Linked DNA regions of Ctenopharyngodon idella: region 1 is linked to region 2. A link is a contact called in public Hi-C data. All regions are on one chromosome and are shown on one strand. The core of a region is the stretch at or near the end of the contact, and the rest is flanking DNA. Distances in the headings are between cores, read along the strand shown. Region 1 holds the start of colgalt2a (collagen beta(1-O)galactosyltransferase 2a). Region 2 holds the start of cdc14aa (cell division cycle 14Aa).

Region 1 (4,810 bases), core at 1,062-3,561, 150 kb before region 2:
GAGAGCCATTCATGCAGCATTGCAGTGGTGTTGTCAATATTGTGATCGGTAGCAGCCCTGATAAACAGAAAGTCCATGTTAGGACCAGAATTAGCATTTAGCATTTTTTTAACATCATCATCTTGTCATACAAAACTAATTTTCAAAAGGTTGGAGTCAGTAAGATTTTTTAAAAAAAAAACATAAATGAATATTTTCATTCAGCAAAGATCATTAAATTGATCAAAAAACACATTAAAAACATTTATTATGTTACAGAAGATTTCCATTTCAAATAAATGCCTTTCTTTTGAACAGGGACCTACAGGGGCTATAAGGGGGTGCACAGAAGTAAAAAGAAAAAGTTTTTTTTTTAAAAATCAATTAACTAATAAATTAATTAATAAAATAATATTACTACTAATAATTAGGGCTGGGTATTGACACAATTTTCACGATTCGATTCGATTTCAATTCACATGATTGTGATTCGATTCGATTTCGATTTGAATTGATTTGATATTGATTATTTTGGATGTACTGTATCAGTTGCAGTACGTGGCAAATTTTCTAGAGGAAAAAATCTCTCAACTAATGCTAATGCTAACTAATTTTTTTTTTAATATAAACATTTAAATCGTGGCTGTCATAACTGATTTATTCAAACATGCATTAAATATTGATTGAAGAACATTATAATGAATATGTAACGGTGCATAGCTATATTTATCAGAATTCTGCTCTCTAGAGTTAATTTTTCTAGCTGACTAACGAGTTTATGGTCACTGAATATGTTTTTCTGAGGTAAATGTGACGTTACGTGACATTGTTTACAAGCTGTTTTATTGACATCTTTCCGAGGTTGAAAGCGGTCTGTCACGTCATACTAATCAGCGCCAAAACGGTATTTATTTTTTTAATCTCATAATAAGATGGACGTCATTTGAAATCTGAGACTTTGCTTCATATTAAAAGTAACAAAGCACAAAGATTATTGCTATTTATTGGATGGGAGACGCGCTACATGCTCTGTTCATTCATCAACTGAAAACAGACTAGACTAATCGATTCTTGGGATTTAAGAATCGATATCGGTTCGTAAAAATGAGAATCGATTAAAATCGAGAAATCAATATTTTTTACCCAGCCTTACTAATAATAATAGGTACTTTTATTTATTTTTATTTGTTTTAAAATAATAATATTAATTATTTAAATAAATAAATACATTATTATTAATAATAATATAAAAATAAATCATATAAGAAGACATTATTATTGGTCACATTTTTCCTATTTATTGAAGTGCAAACTGCCTGCACTTTCTCCTTCTTTTCTCCTTTTACCCATCTGCATTCTTTCACTTCACTGTGATTCTTGTCATATTTACTTTTCAAGCTTTCCAGGATATTTCAGACTAAGGTGTAATTAAAAGCCTTGTGCTCAGTTCAGTATGTGGTCAAATACAAAACCACTGACACATGTATTATATATCTTAGACTGTGTGATAATAGCACTAACACATTATGGTAACCTTCAGCAATAAGACATTAAACCTGTAACTCGTAATGTAACGCTAAATAGATCAGTATGCAGATTCAAATGTGAGTATACATGAAGTTTTTTTTTTAATTGCTATGTGATGATCTGTTATTCTTTTTAAATATAATAATGAGGGATGCTATTATTGCAAGTGTTACCATGATGCATACATTCCTATACGTCCTAATCCATTATGTCTTCCTATTAAACTTTATTAAAATTTTACATAGAAATAAAGTTCAACATGCATTTGAAAGGATATATGTAACTAACATGAAACAAAAATTAGTTACCATATAGAGATCCGGTCCTTGGGATAATCCAGTCTCTCAATACATCCCAGAAAATAAGGAAGGCTGTGTTCAGCGTTACGGGCCAAAATGGCAATGACTACTTTGGGTTTGAGTAGAGATGTCTCGTGCAGAACAGGCTCCAGGTCAATGAGTGTATGAATAAAGCCGAGCCATGTCTGTAACAGTAACAGCCCAAACAGAAGCTTTTCAGATGCTCTTAGGTCCGTCATAGTGTCTGAATGTGCAGAAGCATACCATACTATAGGATACTAGTCAGAGAATGTGAAGACTGACGGGGGAGGTTTGAGTGTGCTCTGCCCTATATGCAAGTCATTTGAGTGAAAGAACTGTAAAAGAATAGCATACACTTAGATGCAAATTAGTGAATAAATAAAGCCACACAGCAAATAAAAAAATTGTAGTGCACCCCAATGTATTGTAGTGGATGTTTTTTAAAAAAGTGTGCTTATATTCAATGAGATTGTGTTCTTATGAGGCAAAACTTCAACCCTCCAGCTAAAATGTTATAAAAATTATTTGAAGAAATATGTATTTCATGGGCTGGATTATCCACATGGGCAACTGGTGCAAAAAGATGCAGAAATTATCATTTTTGTTCGGAAAAAAAATACATATTTTAATTTTTTGTATGTTTTTGTATTAGGCTACCTTTTATACATGTTTCATTAAGTGTTTTGTTTTATAGTTTAGTGTCTACTATAGCAGTTTCCCCAACTGACAACTTGATCCCATATAATATGACAATGGCAAAGTTCAAAGTTGCATTTATGAAATCTGACCAGCAGATGGAGAAAGTGACATATCTTTAATATTATGCTTCTGTCTGGAATAACATTAATCTTAAAATGTCAGTCATATGTATACTGTCTTAATTATTCAGATTTTCTTCATGTATGGAAGACCTACATGACATGCTTCGTTTGCTAAAATGTGCAGAAAACAGATTACACTGCGTGACTGTATCCCACAACACAATGCATTTAAACTTCCATTTTCAGTGTGAAGAATGAAACTGTTTGTCATGTCTATACAGTTTAGTATGCTGGACTTGTAGCATATTCAGTTATTTAAGGTAATTAATTACTAATTAGCTTATTTAAAGAGATAGTTCACTCAGAAATTAAAATTCTGTCATCATTTACTGAACTCACCTCATGTTGTCACAAACCAGAGTTACTTCCTTTCTTCTTTTCAAAATATCTTCTTTTGTGTTTTTACTTTTGGGTAAATTTAACAAAATATTGTTAAATATTCCATTTAACAAAATATTATATGAACAAATATCTAGATGATTTGTTGAAAGCTATCTACAGAAACTGTGGTATTTTGTATCAGCATACATGTGTGTTGACAGCCTATTATTATTGTAAATTGCTTCCATTTTCAAGGTAGCAATCCCCCCATTCATTCATTCATCCATCCATTGACAACGAAAATCATTACAATTATTAAAGCTGCAGTCCATAACTTTTTTTTTTGGTTAAAAATGATCCAAAATCAATTTTTGAGCAAGCACATAACCAGCCAGCGTTAAAAACAATCTCCATACCTTAGTCTGATTCACAACGGTAAGCTTGTAATAATGTTTTCTAATTCAGGTGGTACTGGTAGGTTTCCGCGAGAAATTCGAGCATGCAGCCGTTCGTCTTTGCGTCATTACATCACATCTGTTTACATAAAGAACGAGTCCCAGCTAGCAGGCTATATGGCATGTGGAGGATGCTGCAGGCGGCAGATCATTTATAGCCTTTTCTCACAGCAGCTGCAATAATTAAACTTAGCCTATCATTTTGATGGTGGATTCACCCGTATTAAAAAGCAAAAGACTTCGGACTGCGGAGTGGCTACAGAGATTGAAATCTATACACATAGTCACACAATTGCTGATGTTGTTAACATTAACAATTTGAGAACAAAGTATAACAATAATAATAATTTGCATGGTTTGACATAGAGCTGCACGATTAATCGTAAAAAGATCGCAATCTCGATTCAAGCACCCACGCGATCCTAATTTATTAATGACAGCAATTTTCCCTCGTCTATTAAACCTTTGACAAAATCATACTGGAAAGTTCAAATCTGTGTTCGTGCTGTCAGAGCCAGAGAGAGCCGTTTTGAATCACACAGTTATTTCTATTTCTGTGTTACAAATATTCACATTATCACAGAAGTACTGAGATTTAGTATTTAAATCTCCATGGTTTAAGTTAGTATTTAAACACCGATGTCTACGATAGCGATCAAAATAGAGCAAACTACCTTTTGAAACGAACTTGGCACGTCAAATAACGGTTGTATCAATTACATCTAATTCCACTAGGTGGCGACAACTGACTGTTAAAAAATGTATTTGTCATTGAATCGTTCATTCAAAAGATTCGTTCAAAAACACTGATTCATCCAGCAATGAAACAAGTATTTATTAATGACTCATTGAATTCATTCAAAACCATTTTTTAAATAATTCATTCAAACATTTTCCAGCAATTAGAGTCAGTAATTTATATTTTGTCAGAACCTCTAGTAATTTACATGTTATTTTGTTTGGTTGTATATTCAGAATCATGGGAGAATCGTGATCTCTATTTGAAACCAAAAAATCGTGATTCTCATTTTATCCAGAATCGTGCAGCTCTAGTTCGACATGATATGAGCTAAGCGATCATTAGATTTAATCACCATTGGCAGCGTGATTTATTGTAATGCTTTTTTTTCTCAGTTGATCAGAACAAAAGTGGCAGACATTTTACTTACTTGTTCAGATGACATTTTCCAGTGAAAATTCTTATTTTGGTCATACTTCCAAGACGTAGAATCTGTGATTCTGAAGTACAGTATCCACACCGTGACTGACAACAAACATTAGACTCATCCGCGCTGAGGAGCCATGCCGATGCACAACCCACGTAAAGATGATAATTCCGCAAATAACTGTAATTGCAGGTTTCAAACAGAGATGGCGACAAAGAGGC
Region 2 (4,864 bases), core at 1,368-3,867:
GACGAGCAGGATTTCACAAGATGAGCAGGTCTGTTGTTTATGATGCCAAATGTTGTTGTAACCAATACACGTATTTAAATAGTATAAATGAGATTTTACAACCTACGATGAGGGAGAGGTTTGGTGAACAATGACTTAACTTTCATTCTGTTTCTCAAAAATAATGTTTGGAAAATATGCACATGGGCTACTGCTGTAGTACTTACATGGTGCCTTTTTGTAATTTTTGGATCTTGACAGCCACCTCACAATTTTGACTGTATTGAAAAGAGTAGAACATTCTGCCTATTACATATCCTTTTACGTTAAATGGAAGAAACAAATTCATTCAGGTTTAGAACGACACGAGTGTGCGTAATTGATGACAGAATTTTCATATTTGGGTAAACTGTTCCATTAATACTTAAGGCTCTAGTCATTTCTTGCCATTTTAATTTTGATTTTGCTGTTTTGTGTAGAATGGTACTGCATTAACAATGTCTCAGACAGAGGAAGATGAAGTGAATTGCTTAGTTTACCTACAATTTATTTCTCATTACATTAAGCCAATTCGGTACATTTGAAGTTTTATTGTCATTTAACCATGTAAAGCCTGACATATAAAATACTAGTCAGAAAATCCAGACGTTTTATGTGCTACATGGATGTCCCATTTTTTTGTACCCACTTCACACAAGCACATACTGCACAGAAACACCTTGAACGTGACCCATATAACCCTTAATCTGTCAGGTCCAGATACAAAGAAAGTCATTGAAGTTCATTCATTCATGCCAGAAACTTCTGTTGTGTCACTCACAGTAATAGAGCGCTCTCTACTGCTCACTGCAGGAACTGCTTGTGACTCATACAGTCTTGCAAGAAGGTATAAATAACTTATTACATATAAAATAACTTACTTTTAATATAGACATTAAGGCCATGGCGGCTGCTGCTGGTGGTGAAGGGATGTGACCATATATTAAGGTTTTACAAAACTGAACTATTAATAGTGATTTTCATTTATTTTGTCAGGCTGGGCTTAACCTACCTATTTGCAGGGGATTAGCCTTTGTGGTTTTCCAGGAAAACATCTTCAAGTTTCTGTTATCTAAGATTCATACACTATATATATACTTATATATTCATATGTATGGAATTTTGGACTTTTTTCTGGAATAAGAGAAAAATGGTTTTAAAGTGTCTCGCTGCATCATGCTTCGGCAAACCATTCTAATTTCTTTTAGGCAACCAAACTAATTTCTGTGCTAACTAAAAAGGCTCTTCTCGATGTTTATGAATAAATCCAAATACAAAAATGAAAAAACATAAGACCTGTATTTGATCAGTAAGTAAAATATGAATTTCTGATTAAGTCTTTAGGAATACAACAAGTGCTGTGATGCAAAAACTGAGCCATTCGATTCAAAGAAGATGATCTTACCTTTAGTTTTTTGTTCAGTTTGCAGCAATATCTGTACAGCATTGCCAGATTGAGGGGCCCAAAATCTGCATAAAAGCTTGAGACAGAAATGGACAATAAAGTCAACACTTGTCAAATGAAACAAGCAAATATGAGCAATCAGAAATGGCAATTTTACATGGTCAGTTAAAAAACGTACAAAGACTTACTTTTCATATATAAATTCATCATCTGTGCAGAAGAAATGTGTGTTTGCTGTGCTCTTGGGTTTGCTTCTAAGAGTAGCGAAATACAGTCGATCTGGGGTGACGGGAAAGAAAATACAACTGAATACAGAATAAGTTAAAAAAGAAAGAAAAAAAGTAAATGACGGTAAACCACATCTGGAAACACGTATAATTGATTCTAGCAATCTGAAGATAAACTACAACAGGAAGCAAAAGGTACAAATTTAAAATTACTTTCATTAGTAACATAATTAGTAATCAAAATGGCAAGACACATTGAAAGCATTTTCATATCTACATATCTGAATGTACATGAACAACTTATCTGTAAAGCATTATAGGCTATATTGTTTTTAATAACATTCATGAAAATTATTACAAAGTACAACATACAGTATGCTAGGATTTTGATGTTATAAAACATTACTTATGGATTTAGCAGATTAAAAAATAATATTTGCCTTTGAACCTTTGTTTATATAAACGATATAACTATTTTCATCTTATTACCTTTGATAAACTCAGAAGATCCGAGAAGCTCATTGTCATCTCCCATTTTAATACTGAAACTTCAGGATTTTAAATATTTCCACGAGTTTCTTTTCGTGCCAAAGGGACGTTATATTGGAATATCCGGTAGTTTTGAAAACAAATGTAACTTTACTTAAAAATAAATCCGTTATATTTATATTTAACGACGTCAACACAGTCCTGTTATAACCCACTTCTGTGTCCTATAAGCTCTTCTGTGTCGAGTATAGACGGCAAATCCTCTAAATCTCTTCTGAACGGGAAGTGAGTTAAAAACTTGATATTTTCCATCAGTTTAATCTCATATATGTTCGTGTCCTTCAGTTTTCCGTAATCTTTTGCACTTATATTGTGCTAGAGTTTTCTTGCACGTTCTTCCATAGCTGAAAACTTCACGATACAAGTTAAAGAGACATTGCCTAGTAACCACGTGCCACGCCACCACACAAATGCCCGTTGTTAAGGCGGGGGTTAATTTCGACCAATCAGGGTTCGAGACGGAGTGCCTGCTTTTAGAGCATGATGTTTTGGATTAATACATATTACACGATTTAGTCACAGAAATAAGAAGTAACGTCATTTTTGCATCCAACTTTGTTGAAGAAAGTATTTTTATTTCTTAGATAACTGTATAATTATTTGTATTTTTAAATTTATGTGGATAGATAGCATTTTAGGGATTTTTAGTTAATGACTGAGCTGAAACCTGGGGTGTGTGTACAGCCATCTGACCTCTTACCATCAGCGGCCGCACGTGCAGCTGACATGCTTTAACTCTAAAACTCTTAATATGATCAGGCTCAACTGAGTCAGCTCACATAGGCTACAGCTACAGCCAACATCAGCTACCACAGGATGTACAAATACCAACATCCCGTTGCATTGTGCATCACAGAGCACAAATCAACTTTCTGCACTTTACAGAGTAGGCTATTTTTTCTAAAAGCAGTGTAGAAAGAAATACTATCCTATTAGCATAACTGCATACATTTAGCATTAACCATGTAAAAATACAGGCAGTGTGTACAGTATATAGTTTATGATTTAAAGTAAATAGACAGACAGACAGACAGACAGATAGATGGATAGACCTGTGATGTGGGTTATCCAGGCTGTTGGTGGCACCATGGCTGGACGCCTGCGCTTGAAGCGCCAGTGTCCCCTCCAGGCCGGCACATGGGACATGCCTTCATTGAGGTCCGTAAATGGAGGAAGAGGATATTGCTGATGAAGAATCACAACCTTATGTTCTCCCCCATATGAATTGGAGGCAGCCGATTATACTTTGAGTCAGAGAACAGAAGAAATAAGCTGCATTTCTCCAGAACTCCTCCCAGCTCCACCTGCTACGAAACAAAGGTAATAGCGGCTCAAGTGACGGCCTCAGGTTACAGCTCAACTTCAAAAACGCCCGGCTCCGGTGCTGTTAAAGGTTTTTGGTTACTCTCAATTCCCATAGAGGTGGGAATGTCACTGCTGAATTCTTACTCTCATTGGGTTTGCGATACGACCTCTGTGACACATTCGTATTGTCTCCATCAATCTCTGCCACAATAACGCGGCATGGGATTTTCACCACTGCAAGTCTCATACATCCACTAAGCATGTCCCTTTCTCTTCAAGGGTCAGTGGCTGTGAGACAGTGCTAAGGTAAAACCTGAGATGAGGACATGCTTAGAGGCCAGAGTCCAAATGGAACAGGGTTTCTAATAACAGGCAAGGTCACCCACAGCGTTACAGGAGAGCTTATCAGCACTGTAGATATTTGAGAAACACTGGAGGAGCTCTTCCCCACAGGACTTGGATGAAATGAAAAAAAGCAACAAGATATCACAAGTGCTGCTTGACATGTCATGCTTCTAAACATGTACAGAGTGTCAGATATAAAAGTAGAATGTTATTTGTAATTATGACTGATTGGTCAATCACAGCATTTTAAAATCAAATATTTCTGTATAATGACTGCTAAACTGTATAATTGACCATTGTTCCATGCATTGTTTACTATAAAAAGCAATTCAGGGGACCTGTTGTAACCACTCCTACTCGACCCGCTCTGAGCGGGATTCAAACCGGGGTCTCCGGCATGGGAGACTCCGTTACACTCATCCCCCCAAACCTCACTGCCATCCGGGTCACGGCACCAAATGTAACCATTCCTACTCGACCTGCTTCGAGCGGGATTCGAACCGGTGTCTCCGGCATGGGAGACGGCGCGCTGACAAGGACACTAAAAATTACAGTCTAGGATCAGTTGCCAGCGCGCTTCTTGAGGCTAGGGGAGTAAGGTTTACTCGCACAGCTCTTACAAGCTAGCCCCCCCAACCTCACTCCGATCTGGGTCAGGGCACCAAATGTAACCGGTCGTACTTGACCCGCTCTGAGCGAGATTCGAACCGGCGTCTCCGGCATGCAGGGGAGATGGGCACGCTAACAAGAATGCTATGACTACAGCCTCTAGCGTCAGTTGCTTATGCACTACTTGAAGCCAGGGGAGTGAGATTTACTCACACAGCTCTTACTAGCTGGTTACTTTACTACAATAAATTCTAATTTATTGATTTCATTTAATGTTTTATGTTGCAAACATTATTTTGTTATTTATTGTATACTCATTATTTGAGTTCTGTCAACATAATAATGTTGATTATTAAACTTAAAATTGTCATTTATTACTCACCCTCATGTCGTTCCACACCCGTAA

What was found. A called contact is a pair of places that touch in the nucleus more often than the background predicts.
Region 1: a Hi-C map of muscle shows a contact between it and region 2, with 5 times the contacts expected there. The contact joins the promoter of colgalt2a here to the promoter of cdc14aa in region 2. A contact is called at or near these places in 2 of 2 Hi-C or Micro-C datasets (both in muscle).

The regions. Positions count from the first base shown.
Region 1 is chr2:21,651,594-21,656,403 of HZGC01, reverse strand. colgalt2a (collagen beta(1-O)galactosyltransferase 2a) reads right to left here and starts at 2,311. Exons shown (of 12, transcript XM_051866822.1): 1 at 1,815-2,311; 2 at 1-57. The coding sequence starts at 2,044. It overlaps si:ch211-13f8.1 (partitioning defective 6 homolog beta), which reads right to left. Exons shown (of 5, transcript XM_051866872.1): 5 at 4,808-4,810.
Region 2 is chr2:21,505,902-21,510,765 of HZGC01, reverse strand. cdc14aa (cell division cycle 14Aa) reads right to left here and starts at 2,617. Exons shown (of 15, transcript XM_051866793.1): 1 at 2,140-2,617; 2 at 1,612-1,702; 3 at 1,424-1,499. The coding sequence starts at 2,185.